Regions from separate parts of the Mus musculus genome. Here all the other regions are linked to region 3. The links are chromatin contacts, called in public ChIA-PET and HiChIP or PLAC-seq maps. All regions are on one chromosome and are shown on one strand. The core of a region is the stretch at or near the end of the contact, and the rest is flanking DNA. Distances in the headings are between cores, read along the strand shown.

Region 1 (2,762 bases), core at 102-2,601, 200 kb after region 3:
TACTTTAAGTACTTCTATGCTGCTGTGGAAGGTTGAACATGCTTGGCCCATGCGAAGTGATACTATTAGGAGGTATGGTCTTCTTGGAGTAGATGGGACCCTGTTGGGGGAAGTACATCACTGAGTTTTTGAGGTGAGTTTTGAGGTTCTATGCTTCAGTTCCATTCAGTATGGAAGAGAGCCTCCTCCTAGCTACCTGCAGAAGAGAATCTCCTTCTGCCTGCCTTCAGATCAAGATGTAGAACTCTCGGCTCCTCTAGCACCATGTCTGCCTGAAAGCTGCCATGCTTTCTGCTATAATAATGGACTGTACCTCTAAAACTGTAAGCCAGTCCCAATTAAATGTCCTTATAAGAGTTGCTTTGGTCATAGTGTCTCTTCAGAGCAATGAAACCTTAACTAAGACAGAAGTGTTGTTTAGAACAGGTTTCCTAACTCCTTCTAGGACTGACCCCTCATCTACACACAAAAAAGATATCAGACCACGCTTAAAGTGGAGCGTGTGGGAGAACAGTACGTGGCCTGCACACTGTCTCCTACTCTATGTGTGAACCTATTTCTATAATTTAGCTAACAAACTTTGAAATATTTCTGATGTCCTATATTGTCAGAAGTGACTGCAAAAAAAATAACCCTCATAAAGTGACACAGTCACTTTAAACCCAAGAAAAAATTTAATAATCCTATCTGAAGCATTAATCTTTGCTAACAGAGACACTTTCTCATAAGTGATAATTCTGTGTTCAAAATTCCATCACAGTGAATAAAAAGTTTCTTCTTTTTAAAAAGATGAGTTAATATCATAGAACAAAGGTAATGAATTTTTCACTCAGTTACATTAAATGGTTGGACATCGATTCTATATCAGCCAGATTTCCTGTTAAGAGGTCAGTATGTAGCAAAGGTGAAAAGATTTTTCTTAAACATATTATTAAGACTAAGGTAAGAGCTTCAGGAAGACAAAAGTAAAATGTACCCCCCCTGTTTTCACAATGAGTCCAGTGAGTGCCATTAAATAATTGAGCATGGGTGGGGTCTGATGCTTACGGTTTATAGTTTATGTGTGTGTGTGTGTGTGTGTGTGTGTGTGTGTGTGTGTGTGTGTGTGTGTGTATGCATATATATATAATTTCTTATGGAATGGTTCAGTTTTATGCAGCCTATCTCATCCCCAGTAGAATGGAAGAAAGTGTACCACTGTTCTTTATATCCATTAGAGGTAATGAGTACTGAAACAGAAAGGGACTTTCTGCTTAGAGATCAAAAAGCTGTTGTTCCAAACCACACAGCTTTAGAGAACACTGGAAACACTCTGGTAGTGAAGAGTTGGCTAGACATGACAGGGACCACGCAGTCTCTGTTTGTTCTGGTAGCACTCATTGTGCCAAAATTTGAGCATAACCATCAGTGTCTGTAGCACTGCCATGTGGAAAACACACATATGCAAACCCTGGCACTCAGTAGTCAGTTGCCATGACTGATCTTGAGAGAAAAAGAGAGTAATACCCCCAAAACCAATGAAGATATCTCAGTAAGAGTGGGTAACACAGGAAGCTCTGTCTATCACAAAGAGGACTCAAGGTGTCACCCGCAATACAGGATGAGTCAAACAGCAAGATAAAGAAGCAAGAAGAGACAAAGCATAGAAACTTGTTGCACAGTAGACACTCTTTTTTAAAAAATAAATCATTTAATCCTTTTTTACAGTCTAGCTGTCATCCCCTTCCCTGTCTACTCTCTGACTGTTCTCTATCCCATTCCATCTTCACAAGGATGCCCTCAATCCCCAGCTCCCCACACCACTATACTTTCCCACTCCCTGGGGCCTCCAGCCTCTTGAGGGTTAGGTGCATCTTCTCTGACTGAGTGGAAACCTGTAAGTCCTCTGCTGTGTATGTGTCAGGGGCCTCATATCAGCAGGTATATGCTGCCAGGTAGGTGGCCCAGTGTCTGAGAGATCTCAAGGGTTCAGGTTAGCTGAGACTGCTGGTCCTTCTACAGGATCACCCTCCTCCTCAGCTTTTTCCAACTTTTCCCTAATTCAACCACAGGGGTCAGTAGCTTCTGCCTGCTGGTTGGGTGCAAATATCTGCATCTGACTCTTTCAACTTCTTATTTGGTCTTTCAGAGGGTGGTCACAATAGGCCACTTTTTGTGAGTTCTCCATAGCCTCAATAATAGTGTCAGGCCTTGGAACCTCTCCTTGAGCTGGATCTCAATTTGGGCCTGTTGCTGGATCTCCTTTACCTCAGGCTCTTCTTCATTTTTGTCCCTGCAGTTCTTTCAGGCAGGAAAAAATATGGGTCAGAGTTTTTGACTGTGGGATGGCAACCTCTGCTGCAGGTGGGCTCTATGAGTTCCCTCTCTGCACTGTAGGGCATTCACTTTAATGTCCCTCCCTTTGAGTCCTGAAAGTCTTCTACCTCCCAGGTCTCTGGTACATTCTCCATCTCCACTCTCCTGAGGTTATCTGTTTCCATTCTTTCTGCTGGCCCTCAGAGCTTCATACCTTAAAAATGTTAACAAGACAAAGAGCGCAAGTGAGGATGCCTCAATCCCACTTGGGAGGAAGAAGAAAGCAATCGCAGAAGGGAAAGGGAGGGACCTGAGTAGGAAAGAGGACATGGAGGGGACGAGAGGAACATGATCAGATATTGGGTGGGTGGTAGCAGACACTCTTGAAATTGAAAGTTACATCATGGATAACTGGAGCTGGAGTTTGGAGTTCTATTGATAGATACTGTGCTGAAACTACTTAGAGA
Region 2 (2,770 bases), core at 105-2,604, 190 kb after region 3:
GAACAAGAAGCCATAGCATATTTGAAAGGTTTATGGTATGACTTAATTGCATTAATTCTCAAGATGTGTTACTTACTTCTTCAAAGGTAATCATAGAGGATATATCACAATACATTAGGATTCTAGGTTGCCACAAAGTCTCACTATTACTTTACACAAACATTTCTGAGTGAATTAATCCTATTCTACGTAAATGTATGTTCAGACAAACTAAGAAAGTATTTAAATATTAGTATTCATCTTCTCCATTCCTGATACTAAATTACACCCCAAACTCATGTAATTTTAAGTCAAATGAATTGTCTCTACCTTGTAAGATGGACAGATAGATAAGAGATAGATGGTAGATAGATGATGGATAGATGATAGATAGATAGATAGATAGATAGATAGATAGATAGATAGATAGATAGATAGATAGAGATAGGAAGAGATACTACTCTCTACAGCACCAAATTAATTGGCATTTACACATTTACTAAATCTTTTCTAGGATACATTACCTTCTATATCTCCATTCATGGCCCTTTGTATTTTTATTTAACAAGCAATGGCATTCTTAGAAACATTGTGCAGGGAAAAAAGATCTACTCAGCATCTAACAGAACCATGATGAGAAATCGGGGTCTGGTCCTTAAGTCCCTTTAGGGCACAATGGAACATTTTTTATTGATCCATGAATATATGAGATGACTGTGTTGCAAGGCACGGACACACTGGATTAGACCTTTGAGTCACAAGGTATCCCACAGGTAGAATCAGGATGACCTGGAGTGCCCTGACATGGCTGTAGCATGGGGAGAAAGATTTCAGATGGTCTTTTGATTCTTTTAGATTAGGAAAAATCATGTAAGGTAAGTAATTCTAGCTGATATTGTACAGAAAAGATCTGTGGGGATGGGTGAAGGGTTTTTAACTAATCTTGATACTCTTTTACTTCTTCTTGTGCCAGCCTCTTGGGTAGGTTTTATTAGTTGTCTCCCTGCTTCTCCATCAGTCCCCACAGGATACCTGACTGCCTGCAAAATTTTCTTCACTTAAAAAGACTATGTATGTTGGGGGCTCACTGTGCTCTTGATTTAGTGTCGATTTAACATGGAAACAATCTTGTAAGAAATCAGAGCTCTCCTGCAGAGAGCAGCTGGAGAAATGGCAGAAGGGCCAGAGAAGGAAAGGTAAGTGGTCACCTCCTCTCAACCTAGAGGGCCTCCCCTGGCTGCTTCATCTTCATTAGAGAAGCTAATTTAAACTCTTAAAACACATCCCAGCATCCCCTTTCCATTCTGGGCAGTGATGACAGTGAGCTCTTCACATAGCACAGCCAGGACTAAGAAATGAGCTCAGACACCCCAGCAACACACCAGCCACATTTCCCTCAAAGATATTTTTAGACAATACCGAGAAAGGGGTTTATAGAAAGTGACTTGTCTTTTGTCAGTCTGCCTATTCAAGTCCTGATAGATAATGATGCATTCTGTCCTGTATATGAGGCTCAGCTGACCTGCAGAACCGAACAGGGATAAGCACTTAAGAGGAATCATGTGCCCAGATTCATCACCAGACATCAAGGACAATGGGACCATCACCACCCTCTTCTTATCCTGATGTTATCAGCAGTTGCAATGTCACCACATTTCTATCAAAGCCTGGTGAAATAGCTCAGAGGGAAAAGTAACCTTTCTGTCACGGGGACTTCAATGTGTCTGTGATACCTTTGCAAAAGAGGAAGGGAAAGTGAATTCAGCAACGATTCCATTCCCATTTCCAAACATAGCACAGGTTCATGGCTAGGATATAGATTTCTCTAAAGAGGATGCTCAGATTAGCACTTCTAATAAAGTCAAGCTGTGATGTCTGTGTTTAAAATCAAGTAGAGGGAGATGAACTAACGGAGAAAATCACATGTACTAGAGTCTATGATGCATCCTGATTTGGGAGCAACAGGAGATTAAAATCTTAGTTGCTTGGTCATTCCTGATGAAGACAAGCTCAGTATGCCTTCATTTGACTGAAGAATCTGCTGGGTTCACTCTTCTCTGTGTTTCCCTGGGCTAGATCAGAAAGCCAGAGACTGAGGTGGCTATGTCTCTACTACAAAGTCTTGAAATTACTCACTGAATTAGACATGCCACTTTGCTCACATGACCTCTTACCAGTTGCTTCATATAAAACACAGAGGAAGAGTGAAACTGCCTGGGTCAGACAGTCCATAATCATATATGTTCTATACTCTTCTCCATCTCAAGGTCACTCTGAAATAGTGGATGAAGCAGAGGACCTGAGACTTACCCTCACTTCTCACTCAATATCTATGACAAATTACCCAGTGTTCTTGAAACAGAAGCACTGCCTCTTCATAACTGGAGGGAGAAAAACTTTTGGATCATGTGACATCATTTTTTTCTGGAATTACTATTCAGAAGCCAGCATGTGACCAGATAGATTGGAGTCTTATTTCTTCAACAATTACTTTTAATGTATTGTTAGGACCAAAACATACATTCTCACAGGACTTTGGACAGAAGAAGAACTTTGGACAATTGACGGTTGTTGACAATGGCAGAATCAGTAAGCCCCAAGAAGTCAGCCTAAATACCTATGAGCAAAAGTAAATGATTTCAGCAGGTTGTACTAGTTAACATGTGTGTGCATACATGTGTGGGGGGGTGTGTGTTATAATTAAAGAATAAAAGAATAAGAAACTATGAATTTGAGGAGTGGAAGCGATATGGTTGAGAATGGAGGGAAGGAGGAAGAGAATGATATAGAT
Region 3 (2,700 bases), core at 132-2,631:
ATTTCCTCCTAAATTTTATGACATTTGGTGGTGTGTGTGTGTGTGTGTGTGTGTGTGTGTGTGTGTGTGTTTGTGTTTGTGTGTGTACATATGGATATTTCTGTGTGTTTGGGCACATGGAGATCAGAGGAGAATTTGCAGATTCTGTTCTCTCAATTCTGTGGTTTTCAGGGATCAATCTCAGGCTTAGTTGAGATCAAGTACCTTTACACACTGAGCTTTCTAACTGGCCCAACGATATCTAAAATGTGGTAATGTTTTCTAATAAAGATTAGAACTCAAGTCATTGATCATGTGAAATATAAACCTACAAGCTACTGATCAACATTATTTTATTTAAGCCCTGATTTCCTTTCCATCAATAAGTGGAAGTGTCAAATGAAGTGGCCAGCAGAAGTTTGATGTCATGATTCTTCTGATTATCACTCCAGGTGTGGATTTTGTTCTGTGGTTGAAAACCAACAGATGCATCTTCTGTATGCTAAATATTTCAATACTTATTTTGATGTTCTTATTTCAAATAAGAGCTGCCCTACCTAAAATTAGGCAAAGCTTGCATAGTCATCATTGAAGGCACATGTTGACTTCTAGCTGGCCCCAGATACACTTACTGAACAGTATTTATTTCTTCCATTATCTGGGTAGTACCGTGTTTTGTGATAGTTAACTTTGAAAGTTTAGTCACTTAAGCTCTTTACTCAAGAATCTAATTTGGTGTGTAAAGGGAACATGCAGGTGAAGAAGGAATCTGCTTAATGAAATCCTTCAGAAACCTAGTGACACACACACACACACACTCTGCATATCACCTGAAGAGTACTTAGTCACCCGTGCATCCAGTAGAGAGATGAAGGGTGAGACAGACTGGGCATTTACTGGCCAATGTTGGGTATTTCCAATAGTTCAGTTGAGAGGCAAGAAATACGAGGCTGAGAATATGTATTATAATTCTAAAAGAGGGACAGGATCTCTGAAAAGTAGCTGTCTATCTCTCATCACAATGCATTTATGATACTCAACTGGTCCATGGCAGGCACCAGGCATATGCCTGGACCAGAGCTGGATATCTCCATAAGGAAGTACACAAAGGGCTTTCATAAAACTGTATGTGAGATACATAAAAACTAAAGACAATCAGGAAAGTATGATAACTACAAGCAGTTAACACAGCTTGGACAACATAAATCAGTGATCCAAAAGGAAAGATCCTCTTCCCAAGAATATTATTTCCATTATCATATAAATAAAAATAAACTGCTTCACACAAGTTCATCTGAGATGTTAAGCAGCTGCCCATTTCTAGTCCTCATTGGTTCTCTGCATGGAATCAGCCTTGTTTTGTGGTTTCTCACATCCTCTCTGTGAACACTGCATCATCTTTGACCTGCTGACATTTCACCAGCTCACTGGAAGTCTTTTATACATCACAGAGAAACCGCTTCCCTTGTATCCTTTTAGAATTAAATTATTTATGATATGGTGGCTTGTGATACTGTGCTTTGTTAATATATCTATTAACTTTTAACTTTTTGATACCATGTCTTTATATAAGGAAATCATTGCCATTTATTTAGGGAGTAAGGGAACATGTAAAGAGAATTTATAAAATAAGGTATATGTTTTTGAAAAACACTGCACACCATTATTATGTGAACAATGAAGATTCAGTAAAATCAGCATGAGTGTGATACTTTTCTGGAAATCTCCCAACTTCATCAAACTTAGAGAAGAAGGCACCTCTGAGCTAAAAACTGTTAAGTCACATTTCAGTCAAAAATACAACTAGGTCATCCCCCTGAACATAAGCCAACAGGCACATGATTAGCACTGGGAAGTTAAGGAAGGTGGACATCCACTTCCTCCAAACATTTAAAGCTGGCTCAGGAGAGGTCATGGGCTTTATCTCATGTGCTCTAGTGCATAGAAGACACTAGAACAAAAAGCTCTCTGAGACACAAAGCAGCAATCCTTCTGATGGCATTAGTCTCTGCATCCTTTTCATGGTGAGAAAAATAAGAGAGATAGTTAAACATTAGAAAAAAAATAATAAGACAATACATGGATGTTAATAAAGAAGTAATTTTAAATTAAAATATTTAAGAGCCTGTGTAGGAATTATGATGACTGTATGAAATATGCTGAAAAAATTACACATTAAAACCAAACTACAATCATGACTAATAGAGGGAAACAAAAATATCATTATATCAGGAAAAGCACATAGGCTTTGCTTAAAGTTCAACCAGCCTTATCAACTATGAGATAATACTGTATAAACATGAAATTTTAGCACTTCAAACTGGACAAATTTCCTGGACAATGGTTAAATGTCATCAATCTAATCTCATGAACTGGCTCATGTTAACACCTTGACTCCAATCTATTGAAAGTTGAGCAGAGTACCATTTTTACAATATTTTTATTTTATTTTTTTTAAGTCTTTTTTTTCCATTTTTATTAGGTATTTAGCTCATTTACATTTCCAATGCTATACCAAAAGTCCCCCATACCCACCCACCCCAACTCCCCTACCCACCCACTCCCCCTATTTGGCCCTGGCGTTCCCCTGTACTGGGGCATATGAAGTTTGCATGTCCAATGGGCCTCTCTTTCCAGTGATGGCCAACTAGGCCATCTTTTGATACATATGCAGCTAGAGTCAAGAGCTCCGGGGTACTGGTTAGTTCATAATGTTGTTCC
Region 4 (2,700 bases), core at 177-2,676, 140 kb after region 3:
GCACCACAGATGTCGCTGGATGCAGCAGAAGTGCTGAGAACAGAGTGGTGGCCCGCAGGTTGGATATAGCCAAGGTGAAGGGAAAAGGGCAGGAGGAGGGCTCTGGCTGGGTCCTGTGGGGAGGAGAGAGTCCTTGGCTTGGCTCAGCAGTGATGGTGACCATCGCTGGGAATGCAGAGAGGCCTCCTGAGGGAGATTAGACATTGCTCTTTAGAGAAAAACCTGCTCCATTGTTTCCCACAGTGGATCCAAATAAGAGACAGTCCATGGTTTTAAAGCACTTATTGTCATGGTAGATAATTCTGATAAGTGGAACTGTACCCCATTTTTCTCAGGGCAAGCCTGAGGTAAAATATTTTTTGCAGGGAGGAGTGTCGGGGAAGGGGAGCTTAATTGACTAAGCCCTTCAGACCTTTAGGTGCCTCATTAAAATGGGGTCTGTCTTGAGGCTACATGATCTGTGGTCACATCCTCTACCTGTGGAGGGCTTGAGGCATTCCCTTACATGACTGATGTCCACAGACCCATGAAGTGGAGAGCTGTGGCCTCCTGTCTGGAACCTGTGTCTAGGAGTGTGACAAAACACCTACTGTCCCTTGCAGGCTACGGTCACCTTCTGGGGCACTGGGGTTTTAAACCTAGCTCAACCAGAAACCAGGCTGCCTCTCACAGTCCCACAATTTTTCTCTAACATCGAATATAAATGTGAAATAAGGTAATGAGGGTGAAGTATGAATTTCTTTCCCCCTATATTAAGCCTACTCACCAATTTAACAGCAGACAAATAAACAATGTGGATCAACTAAGAAATTAGAAAACTGTATCAATTTCATTCAGTCCCATTATAGCTTGTGGTAAAGCCAACAATGATTACAACTATCCACCAACTGTACAGTCCTTGCACAGTAGATTCAGCACTGGACATGTATCAGCTACAACTAGTTTTACCTTGCAAGAGACAAGAGAACACTTTGGATGACATTGTCTGTAGGCATATATTTTCACAGCCTACTTCAATAAGGGTTCAACCTCCATTCTAGCCCACCATTTACCAGAAGTAGTGGGAAAAAAAGATTATTAGAATACATGGGAAGTGGACATGTTTAGAAATAGTCCTTTGGGGTGATTGCAATCTTCGTTGTTCTCAGTCCAGTCCACTAACAAACACCAAACACAAATCAGCAGGAGTCATTCAATCCAGAAGAAACTGTGAGACTTGTCAACTGGCCCAAGTCCACAGAATTGACAAAAAGGAGCAGTACCTTCACGAGGAGAAGTTCTACTGTGAGTTTCTCTCCACAGTCACCACAAGCTAAGCTCATCAATGCCATGTAAGGCAAACCAATTTATGTGCATCATTAGTGAAGTCTAGTGATGCAGAGCAAGGCAAGCCAACACTCCAGCTCCCACTGTCTGAGGGGCCACATTTACATTCTTTCTAAACATCACGTGTACTTTCTCATTTCTGCTATAGCAAAACATCCTTTCACCTGTGCCTGCTTCATTAAAATATTCTTTCACACGTTTGCTTTAGCAAAACATCCTTTCACTTATGTGCCCCAGCAAAACATCATTTAACGTAACTGACTTTCCAAAGAAACCAGAAGTTTCCATTTCAATTGTTTGTACTTCTACAATATTGACATATGTATGGGTCATAGCATTGATGTGGTCAAAGAACCATGCGTCACTCCAGTGCTACTCAGTGGAATTTAAAGTGCAACTTACTCCTCATTCCTAAGATCTGTCAAGCATCTCTCAACTTATTTCACACGGATAAATAGGAAGATCATCTCTACTAGGTTATGCAACTGTATGGATTGTATATGATAATGATACTCATAAAATATATAACTAACATACTATGTTTTCCATATCCACAACTCCATTCTAAGCACTATTGCATAGCATAACCCACTTGTATTTAAAAATGAAAAACTTCTATAAATCAGTACTATTATTTCCCTTCTGTCATAGGTAGGAAAGCATCAACATCCCACCTTTTCATATATATATCTGAGAGAGTGAGAGATTCATATATCTATATCATCTCTATCTATCTATCTATCTATCTATCTATCTATCTATCTATCTATCTATCTATCTATGTCTATATCTATATATCCTTCTTTTTATTCCTTTATGTGTTCTCCAGGTGAAATCCTGGAACTAGTGTATGCTGGAAAACAACTCATTGGGCTGTATCCACCTCTATTTTTCCAATTTTTAAATTGGGACACAAAATCTGGCTAAGTGTCCCAGACAAGCTTTGAACTCTCTTTATAGGTCAGGACTTAAACTTGTGATCTTCCTGCTTCTGCCTTCCAAGTGGCCAGAATTACAGGTCTAACAACATTATGTAATTAACAAAGGTCATATGTTAATTGATTGAAAACTAAGAACTGACGTTCAGTATACCCACCCCAGAGTCTATTACCTTAACACCAGCATTACCTTAATTAAGCAATTCAGCACAGTGTAGATCTCCATTTGTAGCTGTGGCTGTAACTGCAGTATTAATATTTTGTATGGACTTCCAATAAGCTGCATATTGTCCAGGGCTATAAATGTTAATGAAGTAAATAAAACTATTTTGCCAACACTTCATTTTTGTCACATTTTTCTTTTAACAACGCAATAAAGACATAAAGTGTTAATGTCCTTCCCATTCATCAAAAAATGAAACTTCCACTGTAAAAA

Evidence for each region. ChIA-PET counts read pairs in DNA pulled down with a chosen protein or histone mark. HiChIP or PLAC-seq counts read pairs in DNA pulled down with a chosen protein or histone mark.
Region 1: a contact with region 3 is called in an RNA polymerase II ChIA-PET map of memory CD8 T cells, with 1,797 read pairs. The contact joins two enhancer-like sites. A contact is called at or near these places in 1 of 15 datasets of contacts at CTCF or cohesin (CD8 T cells), 13 of 484 Hi-C or Micro-C datasets (CD4 T cells, CD8 T cells, CD8 central memory T cells and 4 more), 5 of 115 datasets of contacts at active chromatin or transcription factors (CD8 T cells, effector CD8 T cells, memory CD8 T cells and 2 more) and 3 of 9 other capture datasets (adipose tissue, embryonic stem cells and liver).
Region 2: a contact with region 3 is called in a BATF HiChIP or PLAC-seq map of CD8 T cells, with 11 read pairs. The contact joins two enhancer-like sites. A contact is called at or near these places in 2 of 484 Hi-C or Micro-C datasets (nephron progenitors and regulatory T cells), 2 of 115 datasets of contacts at active chromatin or transcription factors (CD8 T cells and memory CD8 T cells) and 1 of 9 other capture datasets (adipose tissue).
Region 4: a Foxp3 HiChIP or PLAC-seq map of regulatory T cells shows a contact between it and region 3, with 5 times the contacts expected there. The contact joins two enhancer-like sites. A contact is called at or near these places in 1 of 484 Hi-C or Micro-C datasets (CD4 T cells), 3 of 115 datasets of contacts at active chromatin or transcription factors (CD8 T cells, memory CD8 T cells and regulatory T cells) and 2 of 9 other capture datasets (adipose tissue and pancreatic islet).

The regions. Positions count from the first base shown.
Region 1 is chr8:81,496,525-81,499,286 of GRCm38.p6, reverse strand. The region is part of intron 2 of Inpp4b (inositol polyphosphate-4-phosphatase, type II); the gene reads right to left. Among named protein-coding and RNA genes, the nearest start is that of Gm51582, 160 kb to the right of the region's middle. Within about 2 kb of position 1,351, at least 25 of the 459 cell types and tissues checked have an H3K27ac peak or open chromatin away from gene starts, as enhancers often do. A contact at or near this core is called in CD8 T cells, Th1 cells, memory CD8 T cells and 1 more, where this site is marked.
Region 2 is chr8:81,513,960-81,516,729 of GRCm38.p6, reverse strand. The region is part of intron 2 of Inpp4b (inositol polyphosphate-4-phosphatase, type II); the gene reads right to left. Among named protein-coding and RNA genes, the nearest start is that of Gm51582, 170 kb to the right of the region's middle. Within about 2 kb of position 1,354, at least 12 of the 459 cell types and tissues checked have an H3K27ac peak or open chromatin away from gene starts, as enhancers often do. A contact at or near this core is called in CD8 T cells, memory CD8 T cells and regulatory T cells, where this site is marked.
Region 3 is chr8:81,700,897-81,703,596 of GRCm38.p6, reverse strand. The region is part of intron 2 of Inpp4b (inositol polyphosphate-4-phosphatase, type II); the gene reads right to left. Among named protein-coding and RNA genes, the nearest start is that of Gm51582, 360 kb to the right of the region's middle. Within about 2 kb of position 1,381, at least 26 of the 459 cell types and tissues checked have an H3K27ac peak or open chromatin away from gene starts, as enhancers often do. A contact at or near this core is called in CD8 T cells, Th1 cells, memory CD8 T cells and 1 more, where this site is marked.
Region 4 is chr8:81,557,592-81,560,291 of GRCm38.p6, reverse strand. All of the region lies in intron 2 of Inpp4b (inositol polyphosphate-4-phosphatase, type II), which reads right to left. Among named protein-coding and RNA genes, the nearest start is that of Gm51582, 220 kb to the right of the region's middle. Within about 2 kb of position 1,426, at least 18 of the 459 cell types and tissues checked have an H3K27ac peak or open chromatin away from gene starts, as enhancers often do. A contact at or near this core is called in CD8 T cells, memory CD8 T cells and regulatory T cells, where this site is marked.